Regions from separate parts of the Mus musculus genome. Here regions 2 and 3 are each linked to region 1. A link is a contact called in public HiChIP or PLAC-seq data. All regions are on one chromosome and are shown on one strand. Each heading gives the region's core, a stretch centred on a gene start, on an enhancer-like site or on the middle of the called end of the contact. The rest is flanking DNA. Distances are from core to core; before and after follow the strand shown.

Region 1 (3,286 bases), core at 220-2,719:
CACTGCTGTAACCAGGATTTTTAGGACATGCCTGTTCTAGTTTACCACACTGCTGTGCCTCCCAAGACATTGTTCTACATAGTAAAATATATATCTAGGTCACATTTGCACTGTTCTTATTGGCTGTTCCTGGGCTAGGCTGTAGCTCAGTGTTAGAGCACCTGGTGACCAAAGGCAAGGCCCTGGGTTCCATTGCCCAACTTCACAGGGAGAGAGAAATGAAGTATATATAAAGCAGACTTGGCAGCTCACACCTGTAGTCCCAGCACTTGGGAGTACAATTGGAGGTCAGGCTGGGTGACAGAAAATTTTAGACCAGCCTGAGATACAGAGTAAATCCTTATCTCAAAGGGAGAGAGGGAGAGAGGGAGAGAGGGAAGGAGGGTGGGAGGGAGAGAGAGAGGGGGGAGAGAGAGAGAGAGAGAGAAAGAGAAAGAGAAAGAAGCTAGATTAGACTACATTAAAACACAGGCAGGGGTCAGTGAAGTCACACATCTAGGCTAAAGCAAGGGGTTTTTATAGAATTTAGGCAAGAAGTGATGACGTGTTAGCTAGGAGCTGGGATTGGGCCCATACATGGTCAGAAACAGAGCCCTTTTGTGGGTGCTCTTGGGTGGGTTGCTGGAAATGGGGAGACAAGGAGTGATGATGTGCTAGCTCAGAGTTTTCTCCAAGTGGGTGGGGGAGTTTCCTCTGTGCGGGCGGGGCCGGAGGAAGGAGGGCAGATGGGGTTTCCCAGCTTGTGCAGGGGACGAGCAGGGTTTCCAGGCTAACCAAGAAAAAGAAAGAAGAGCTAGGGATGTGGCTCGATTGGTAGAATATCTACCTACCGTGTTCCAGCCCTTGGATTTAATCCCTCGCACCTCAAATCTAGGTGTGACAGCACACACCCAGGATTCCAAACCTCGAGCAGTATGGGCTACAGGACCAGGAATTCAGAAATTCAACCTTATCTTTGGCTATCCAGTGAGTTCAAGGCCAGCCTAAAGTGCATGAGATGGGATCTCAAAAAAATAAAGAGGAGGAGGAGGAGAGGGAAGAGGAAGAGAAGAAGAGGAAGAGAAGGAGGAAGAGGAGGAGGGGGAGAGGAAGAGAAGAGGAAGAGAAGGAGGAGGAGGAGAAGAGGAAGAGGAAGAGGAGGAGGAGGAGAGGAAGAGGAAGAGAAAGAGAAGGAGGAGGAGGAGAAGAGGAGAAGAAAGGAATTCCTCTCAGGGTTGCCCTGACCCACACCAATGTACTCTGCCTGTAGCAGGATTAGGAGGAGAGTTTGCAAAGCACAGGCTCCTAAGATTCTGATTCTAGGGTGGCAGGAGCTGCTTGCTTCCTGCTGTTACTGATATTTCACTGCAGAGTTTAGGGTTTATGGCACAGCCCCAAAGCCCAGGGGGTGTGCTGGAGAATGGAGACTGTGGGACTGTTTGGGTTACGGCGACCCTGCTGACTCATGAGTGGCCTGGGTGAGCTGCATGGCCTCTCCACACTCATCTTGAAAGTAAGGCTTTTCCCAGCAGCTACCGCACAGAGCCGTGGGGATTAGCTGAGCTAAGCCATGTGAATTCCTTAAAACTGATAGTTCTTAATCAGGGTTTGCCTTAATTAGTTACAGATAAACTGTGAGGGCCTGGGGTGAATGAAGTGGACTCAGTCACTTCATCTTGGACTCAGACACTTTGAGGTCTTGTCTAGGATGTTCCCTAAGCACTGGGCGCCTTCAACATGATCAGGGCCTCCGTGTCTCGCCAAGCAGAAGGGTTGTTGGACACCCGGCTAGCACCTTGCTGTAGGGGAGAATAATCAGCTTGAATTCAAATACTTATCCCCCAAGGCATTCTGACTTGGGTGTCTGATGCCTATGTCTGTCTGCCATAGTTCAGGTAGGCAGCCTGCCAACCCATCTCCCCTGGGCATTGAGTCACCTGTATTACTACCATGCCTGCTATAGGTTAAAGGCCTCAGGCCTAGCCTCCTTTCCACTGAAGCTCTTTAACTCCTACCTAGTGGATTCCATGAAATCCCCTTGCTGGAATGTGAGGCAGGGTGTTGGCAGTTGTCCACAGGCCTCTGGGCAGTAGCCCCAGCCAGCCACGTCAGTCATTGACCCCTGTGAAGACACTGGCTTCTGGCTGAGGTCCAACACACGTGCTATGTAATCATTGCCCTCAGCCAGCCCAGCACCTTGTTCAGTGGTATAGCATTGTAATTAGATACTGCTGCTGAAGGGTGGTCCGTAGGCCTGGAGCATTGATATCCCCGGATATTCTAAGATGTACATTTTGTTTGTTATTTGGGAATGGGAATATTTAGGAATTGATTCAGGTCAGTTGGCCGTCGTATGCATAACAAGACAGTTTGTTATTCGTAGTTCCCGAGAGGTGGGGCATGCTGTGTGTGCAGCTTAGTATAGGAAATCAATGGCCCCATTAGGAGGCAGGAGCAGAAGAAAGAGAAAATGAAGGCAGAAGCTATTATTGAAGTTTCCATGGAAAGGAATAGGCAGGGCAAAGAGAACTGGGTTAGCACTGACTCGTTTGAGTGATCAAAGTGGGCTTTTAGTGTAAAGTCTCTCCCTTATTGTCTGGGACCTGACCTTGGGGTGGTTAAGGGTGGGAACAGTGGCCAGCGTGTAAGATGGATAAAGCAAGCATCCACTGAGGATTGGAGCTCCGAGGTTTGCACATGTCAGGTACATTTGCAGGCCAGTTCCTTAGCCTCTCCAGAAAGTCATGGTCCTGTGTAAAACGGCGAAACATTAAAAATAAAGACAATACAGTACGATGAGAACACATTGACACACAGATTCCCGGACCCTTTAAACAAGGGCTGTGGGTATAACTTGAGAAGCCCTGCACCCGCTGAGATGTTGGGGATTGTGAAGTACTGGTGTCTGGAGTTCATCGGTGTGCCGTTTAGAATCATGACTGTGTGAGACTAAGGACACCACCAAAGGGCTGAACCCCTAAATGGAGAGCAAAGAGAATGCCCTACCACGTTCTACTGTCTTCTCCCTCTGGAGAGTGCACTAATATTCTTTTCGTTGTTATGAATGGTGAGCACCCTATTTATGCTTGGTACCATGTGCAAACAGATGATACAAACTTATTTATGTATTTATGCAGCAAAACTTACTTAGGAGTGAGGAAACTTACCAGATCATCAGGGGATAAAGATAAAAGCCAATATTAAGATCTCATTTTACAATGAAAGCCTTGGTCAGTAAATTATGCAGTGACACCCTAGTTTCCTTCACCCTGAAATGGTAAACCCTCATTTTTTCCTGAGGGGAAAT
Region 2 (3,286 bases), core at 227-2,726, 240 kb before region 1:
TACGTTCCCTCTATGTAATAAAAAACCATTATAATCAAAACTTGAACCCTGCATTTATATACTTTGTGCATATCAACATACCCCCATGGATACAATGACTTAAGCAAACATTTATTTTTTAATTACAGAATTGTAAATTCTATGTCCTGTCTCCCCACTTAGCTTGGAGTAGCCTTGAGGTGACAACTCTTCGTCTGGGTTAGGATAGATATCTCCTTGGGCTTGGGGCTCTCAGTAGATCTTGCTCAATTTACCAATTAACTAGTTTGACCTAATGAACTATGTGAACAATGATCAAATCCATTACAATCTGAGAAGAGCGTGTCAGTGTTCTTTCAGAAGAGGCACTTGTTCAAGACAGAGCATTCACTGTCCTTGGGAGCAGCCACCCCCTCCATTGCAGCAGTCAGGAAATGCTGGCTGTGTGTAACGCATGTCCCTACTACAGATAAACTAGGTTCCATGGGAGATAGACCTAGATGATTAAACTGAGCTGGCTAGAGATGAACATGGGTAGAAAGTAGACAAGGCCCAAGTGAGTGGACCAAGTAAGCCAAAAGCACCCTGCACCTTGCACCCTGCACCCTGCATCCTTCTCCCTGCACCCTGACCTTGAATCCTCCACCTTCCACCCTGCACCCTGCATCCTGCATCGTTCATCCTGCACACTGCATCCTGTATCCTTCATCCTTCACCCTGCATCCTCAACCCTTCACCGTGCCCTTTCTTGCTCCAGCAATAGATGCTCTCTGCTTCCCTACGAAAGACATGGATATTCCCTGATTGAACCCACATTAGAGCCTTTTAGCGTAGTATAACAGAGCAAGCAAAAGGCAGCAAAGCAACAGTGAGAACATGTACTGTACATACCTCTTTTCTTTGTCCTATGGGGGAAAGGATAGGCATTAGTTGACTAGACAGAACTCCACATAGATATGCACACATGATAGTGTAGGGCCTCCAGGCATTCTTGGAATTTGGGGACTAGTTTAAAAATGGGCCAGAGATAGAGATCAAAAGGTTCTGGCTACTAGCTGTTCTAAACCAAGCAGTTGATAGCCTGGAGCTATAGAGAGTCTGGGAGTTTGAAACTATTGCTTCTTACAACTCCAGGGAATAGAGTGACTTTGGTGAGGGAGTGAGACCACCAGCTCATTCTTCTTTGCCCAATGTCGCAGCAGGGAGGCTAGAGGACTGACAACTTCAGTTTCCTATAACATGAAAGAGCTGGACTGGGTCTTAATGCCCTTCTCATAAAAGCCTTAGGGGGAAAAACTCTACTGTTATTTCTCACTATTTGACAAGTGTTGACTGCTACATGGTACAACTAACTTTCTGAGAGTACAAGTCTGAGTCTGAATATTAGCTATTTTCTCTTTTGAATTGGGCCATGATGAAATCTGTATTTAGAATTCGAATAGAACAGCCAGGTTCAAGGTTCATATTTACCACATAGCCACATTGCATGTAAGTTGCGATGTCTATTGCAACATCTTTTAAGAATGCTGACTCATATCCCATATGTGAGATCATTATCCTTCATGCTTAAAAAAAAATGACTCTTTTAGAAACAAGGTAGAGTGGTTTTTTTCTATCTTCTCAAAATCATTTGTAAAGAGAGTACAAACAAAAATGTGTTTTTACATTTCAGTAGATGTTCAAGGATTTCTTACTGAAAGTCAAGGCTGCCAGTAGTGCAAACTTCTCCCAATAAATACAGTGGAATGCAAGGCACAGCTTTAAGCTAATGTCTTTTAAACCATCTTACACTCAGACATGTAAAATTACTTGGTAGTTATAGTTAATCTTCAAATACTCTAAAGAGGCATTTGAGTCTTATCATTCTTTTCTTTTTTGCCACCAAGAGGTCCCGAGTGTCAGGGCATCCAGCTCCCAGGACATTTGGGCATTTGGTTAAATTTGGGGTCTAAAATCATGAGCTCACTGGATCTTGGCTATGAAGTTAAAACAACAGCAACTTCAAAACTGTTGCTGTGCAATGGAAGCATTCGCTCGGTGTCAGAAACGCTTACCAGTGCTCTCTCTGAATTTGCTTGGTTAGTTCTGCTGAGGAGGAAGCTGATACTTAAGAGTTTCATGTGCCCGAAGTCAGCTGCCCAGAAAATGAGGGAGCTTAGATTTGAACCTGGAACTTGACCAACTCCAAAAAAGCCTGGCTCACAGTCATTGTGCTCTGGCTGTAAGAGTTACTAAGAATAAATCTGGCCCCAAGAGAAGTCTGTGACAGGCACAGGTTCTCTTAGGAATCACGTGTCTGAGCAAGTGAAGAGTGGGGGGCGGGGGTAGACAAACCTGGCATGCAATTACTGTGTGTTTCCAAGATGGCGGAAATGAGAGTCTTATGCAAGAGAACAGACATGGTCTAATGACATAAAGACCTGAGTGGGTCACTGGTACTCAAAGTTTAATTTTCTAATCTGCTGTGTTGATAGTGGTTGATTTTGCTTCCTTTACTTCCATCCCTGCCTATAAATACTCTACAGAGGAGACTGCATTGTGTTCTGCTGCACTCACGGGGTGTTGGGGGGGGGGAGGTTCAGGAACACTTGTCTAGGCTAAGGTCACTGGAAGCCCACTCACTAAATCCCGTCAGGGCCAGGATAAGCTGCCAGAGAAAGCCAAAGGCCAGGGTCCTGGCCCTACAGGTGACAAAGTGGGTACCCCAGGCCCAAGGGCAGCTAGAATTCTTTCTGTTCATCTCCTATTCTCCCCTTCAAGCTGGGTACCCTGCCCTGTACAAAACCAAACTAAACCCAAGCAAGCAAACAAACAAAAACAAAAGCAAAAACAAGGAAAGTCACAGTCCACCAGAACTTACAGAGGTTTCCTGTCCCTCCTGGTCGTAGAGGAGCAATGTCTGTAGACTGCTTTGGACAGCAGCACCATCAGGGACCCCAGAAGGCCAAGAAGAAGTATGGATCCCAGAGTGACGATGAACGGCACATACCATGCAGATGTGGAGTACACGTTTTCCCTGCGGATCTGGTAGGTAATCCTGGGCTTGGAGGGCAGAGAAGGGGAGGTTGAGAGGAGTAGAAGTGTCTTTGACATTCAGCATTGCAGTGTGTAAAGTGTCTAGGCCACTCTTCCCTCCTATTCTGCAGACCCAACCTCTGTGAGCCTGTAGTTCCTGCTTCTAGCCCTGGCCTCTTTATTTTCTGTCCATTAGATCAGAACCCAGAAAAACTGGGGAACTGCGTATCAGCTCCTGACTTAAGTGCACTGTCTGTCTCTCTTCCCCTCCCTCACGTCTACAAGGTCCACA
Region 3 (3,286 bases), core at 565-3,064, 180 kb before region 1:
AAGCCTGGATGTTTGTTATGGGTCGTGACACAATTGCTGATTCATGTTTGGTATCCTGACCCTACCCAAACAGGACTGCTGGCATCCTGAGGATTGGAGACTAAACTCACCCCAAGGAACTACTTCTAAACAGCATACAGCAGAGCCCCAAGGCTTCTTCTGGATCAACCTGCCATTGCTGCTTCATGAATGGTGTTTGGAGTGGATTGAGCTGCTGCTGCTGAGTGTGACCTGAGCTGCTGATATCCTGACAATGCAGATTGTTAAATCTATCTATCTATCTATCTATCTATCTATCTATCTATCTATCTATCTATCTATCTATCATCTACCTACCCATCCACCCATCCTTCCATCCATTCATTCATCATCCATCCATCATCTATCTATCTATCTATCTATCTATCTATCTATCTATCTCTCTATCTAGATATCTTTCTTCCTTCCTTCCATGTATCAAGCTGCCTACCTATATATGTATTTCTGTGTATCCTTTATATCTGTCAGTCTGTTATCTATCTCCATCTATCCATCTACTTACCTAACTTTGTATCTCTTCCTTTATACCTAGAAAGCTATGTATCTGTATATCTGAACACTTAATCTTCTGTTTGTTCTATTTCTCTGAAGTACCCAACTTATTATAGTCATATTCTAACAAGACGTGCTGAAGGGTTAGGATTTCAATGTCTCTTTTTGGGAGTCACAATTTAGCCCACAGGAGAAAGACGCATTGGTTACTTTTTTTTTTTTTTAAATCACCCTTACAAGGAGGGAAATTTTATTTGGCTCGTGGTTCATTGAGGGGAAGGCATGATGGCTGGGACAGTCTTGGTCTAGAGCTAGGGGACTTGGTAGCATGATTTCCTTGCATCTCGGCAGCCGACAGGGAAGTAGAGAGCTCAGGCTGGAAGCAGAGTTAGCTCACAAACCTCAGTAGTCACTTAGTCTGCTAGCTGTGCCCAGGTCCAAGATATTCACAGCCTTCAAAAACAGTGCCAACGGATTCGGTAATCAAACACACATGTGGGAGACGTTTCAGGGACTGAGGGCACACAGGGATGATGTCGGGGGAGATGGTATGTGTGGAGAATCTCTCCGTGCCCATTAGCAGAGCACATCTGTCCTGTAATGCTGACAGTGCCTAGCAGCACCGCTTTATGTTGCTATGACAATGTATGAGAGCTCCTATTCCTCCACACACTTGGGAGGACTCCTCAATTCCCGTGGGTCGCTTCTCCCTCTAACTGTTTATCAGTCATCAAATATTACATATTTGTTAAACTAATCATTTTCTTACAGTCTGCATTTTACATCTCCCATAAACATGCCCCTATGACCTGTAATCTCTTCAAAAATCCTAAGATCTCCCTAGTCCCTTCGAATCACTGTTCTGTGGTCTGAGCCATCTCCTTCATCTTTCCCCTCCACCCTGTCCCCAACACACATTTTCTTGTGACTCCTCTTCATCTTGTCCTTCTTCAGACAGGTCTTCCCTGACTTTCCACTCCTGAACACTCTCACCTACATCCTTCTTCCCTCTACTCCTGGTTCTTCCCACACAGTTTTCTTTGTGGAGCACTTTTTTTTTTTCAGTGCCCCGACTGAACACCATGAAGACTGGGTTCACGTAGGTCTTGTTTATGTGTGTAGCCCCGTGTAAATGTCAGCAATGTTAACGTATTAAGTGAATGAAACCCTCAGTGGAGGGATGCTGGCCACGAGCTGTGCAGCTACCCAGCTGGGTCCAGATGGAGCCCCCGGCAGCAAAGAAATTAACAAATGAGCCACCAATCACAAGCCGTGAATCAGCGCAGTATTTACATTCCTTTGTCAAACATCATCGCTTAGGGTTTGAATTAAGCTCAGGCTCATTGTTTACAGTCTCTGCTGCTTGTTAAAAATTGATACAAAGCCCACATGCTTAAACAGTTTGATAAGTGGGTTAGAGTCTCAGTAACCTGGCAAAGAACCAGCCTCCCTGTCCAGATGCAAAGAGCCAGAAGGTTCCCGTTGATCTTATTGTTCTCTGAGACGCAGAGAAGGTCCCAAGGGTGGCACAGGGGGAGTAGGAGCTTGAGCTTTGGTGTTGGGCCTGCCTGTGATCTTGCTCCTCCTGACCCTTGCTTTGTGACTCAAAGCAGAATCCTTAACTGTTCCCCATCTGAAAACAGTGTGAGGAACTGATCAGGGGGACCAAAGACGATCCTTTGTGTAAGTTCTCCGTGTGACAGATGTTCCCAACAGTGATTGCATGCTACATCGACTCGTCGAGCCTGGAACAGTCAGGATCTCCCTGTTTAAAGCTGAGGCCTTTCCACTGTCTGTAAGTGGAAATAAACACGGGGGGGGGGGGAGGCAGTTTCCCCCTAGCATTAAAATTCATGATCGTAAAAAATAAAATTCATGATCATTTCAAAAGAACTACAAACAAGGCTAACTGATGCTTTTTCCCGGTTCTGTCTTTATTCATTCACTTTAAATCTTCTTTGGAAGTACCTGAGGATTCGTTATAAACTATAAACTATACTCATGCCTCACATATCCTCCCATGCTATGAAAGCCAAACATACACTGATCACAACAGTGCCTCAGGTATGGCAAATAGAAACATGCATCCACTCCATGCTTTCCACACGCAAAACACTGTACATGCTTACTACACACTGACTCTTTAATCCCTACAATGGCACTATGAGACAGTTGCAGTAATTTTATCAGTTAGTCTCCATTTTACAGATGGGGAAACTGAAGCCTGGAGGTGTGGAATAACTTGCTTAATATGACCAGTCTGGGAACTGGCAGTGTCAGGGCTTTAGATAGAAGCGGTCTGGCTTCTCAGTCTGGCTGTGCCAGGAACTCTGTGCTCTCCAAGGCTGCAACCCCTGCTCAGTTCCTAGCAGTGTGGGCTGAAGTGAAAGAGCTGTAGCCTAATGGGCCACCGTGGACCAGACCTGTGTTAGACTTTGTTGATACTTTGCTTGATTGTGGTGTCAGTCATAGCTCAGGTGGAAAGGGGAAATCCCCAGGAAGGAGTTGAGAGCTGTCCTGGATCTCAGAATAAGCGGCCTGGACTTGATGGTGTTTTGAGTTCAAGGACAGTCCCCACAACAGGTCACTCAGCATTTGCTGGCGAGCCACCCACCATGACGTGAAATGGGGCAGAATGAACAAATAATTTGTTTAGGGAGAGAAAAAAGCCCCGGTGCCCAGTGAACCCTCAGGAGAGGAGAGAATGGTAAAAGTGGGTGCCGAAACAGCCTTCCCAGATGACTCCAGAGGGGAT

What was found. HiChIP or PLAC-seq counts read pairs in DNA pulled down with a chosen protein or histone mark.
Region 2: an H3K27ac HiChIP or PLAC-seq map of embryonic fibroblasts shows a contact between it and region 1, with 4 times the contacts expected there. The contact joins two enhancer-like sites. A contact is called at or near these places in 6 of 39 promoter capture datasets (the C10 cell line, cranial neural crest, embryonic stem cells and 2 more), 1 of 15 datasets of contacts at CTCF or cohesin (CD8 T cells), 28 of 484 Hi-C or Micro-C datasets (B cells, the C10 cell line, CD8 T cells and 19 more), 9 of 115 datasets of contacts at active chromatin or transcription factors (T-cell acute lymphoblastic leukemia, bone marrow-derived macrophages, embryonic basal ganglia and 5 more) and 2 of 9 other capture datasets (adipose tissue and liver).
Region 3: a FOXA1 HiChIP or PLAC-seq map of pancreatic cancer cells shows a contact between it and region 1. The contact joins two enhancer-like sites. A contact is called at or near these places in 6 of 39 promoter capture datasets (the C10 cell line, embryonic stem cells, hematopoietic stem and progenitor cells and 1 more), 7 of 484 Hi-C or Micro-C datasets (the BV-2 cell line, the Ba/F3 cell line, the HPC-7 cell line and 4 more) and 2 of 115 datasets of contacts at active chromatin or transcription factors (bone marrow-derived macrophages and pancreatic cancer cells).

What each region holds. Positions count from the first base shown.
Region 1 is chr12:33,284,057-33,287,342 of GRCm38.p6, forward strand. The region is part of intron 3 of Atxn7l1 (ataxin 7-like 1); the gene reads left to right. Among named protein-coding and RNA genes, the nearest start is that of Gm38649, 27 kb to the left of the region's middle. Within about 2 kb of position 1,470, at least 85 of the 459 cell types and tissues checked have an H3K27ac peak or open chromatin away from gene starts, as enhancers often do. A contact at or near this core is called in embryonic fibroblasts, pancreatic cancer cells and tail fibroblasts, where this site is marked.
Region 2 is chr12:33,039,520-33,042,805 of GRCm38.p6, forward strand. It overlaps Cdhr3 (cadherin-related family member 3), which reads right to left. Exons shown (of 20, transcript NM_001024478.1): 15 at 2,840-3,021; 16 at 871-884. It overlaps Gm40874 (a long non-coding RNA gene), which reads left to right. Exons shown (of 4, transcript XR_872668.3): 3 at 2,868-3,006. Among named protein-coding and RNA genes, the nearest start is that of Gm40874, 45 kb to the left of the region's middle. Within about 2 kb of position 1,477, at least 38 of the 459 cell types and tissues checked have an H3K27ac peak or open chromatin away from gene starts, as enhancers often do. A contact at or near this core is called in embryonic fibroblasts and tail fibroblasts, where this site is marked.
Region 3 is chr12:33,100,682-33,103,967 of GRCm38.p6, forward strand. No RefSeq gene overlaps it. Among named protein-coding and RNA genes, the nearest start is that of Cdhr3, 9.4 kb to the left of the region's middle. Within about 2 kb of position 1,815, at least 32 of the 459 cell types and tissues checked have an H3K27ac peak or open chromatin away from gene starts, as enhancers often do. A contact at or near this core is called in pancreatic cancer cells, where this site is marked.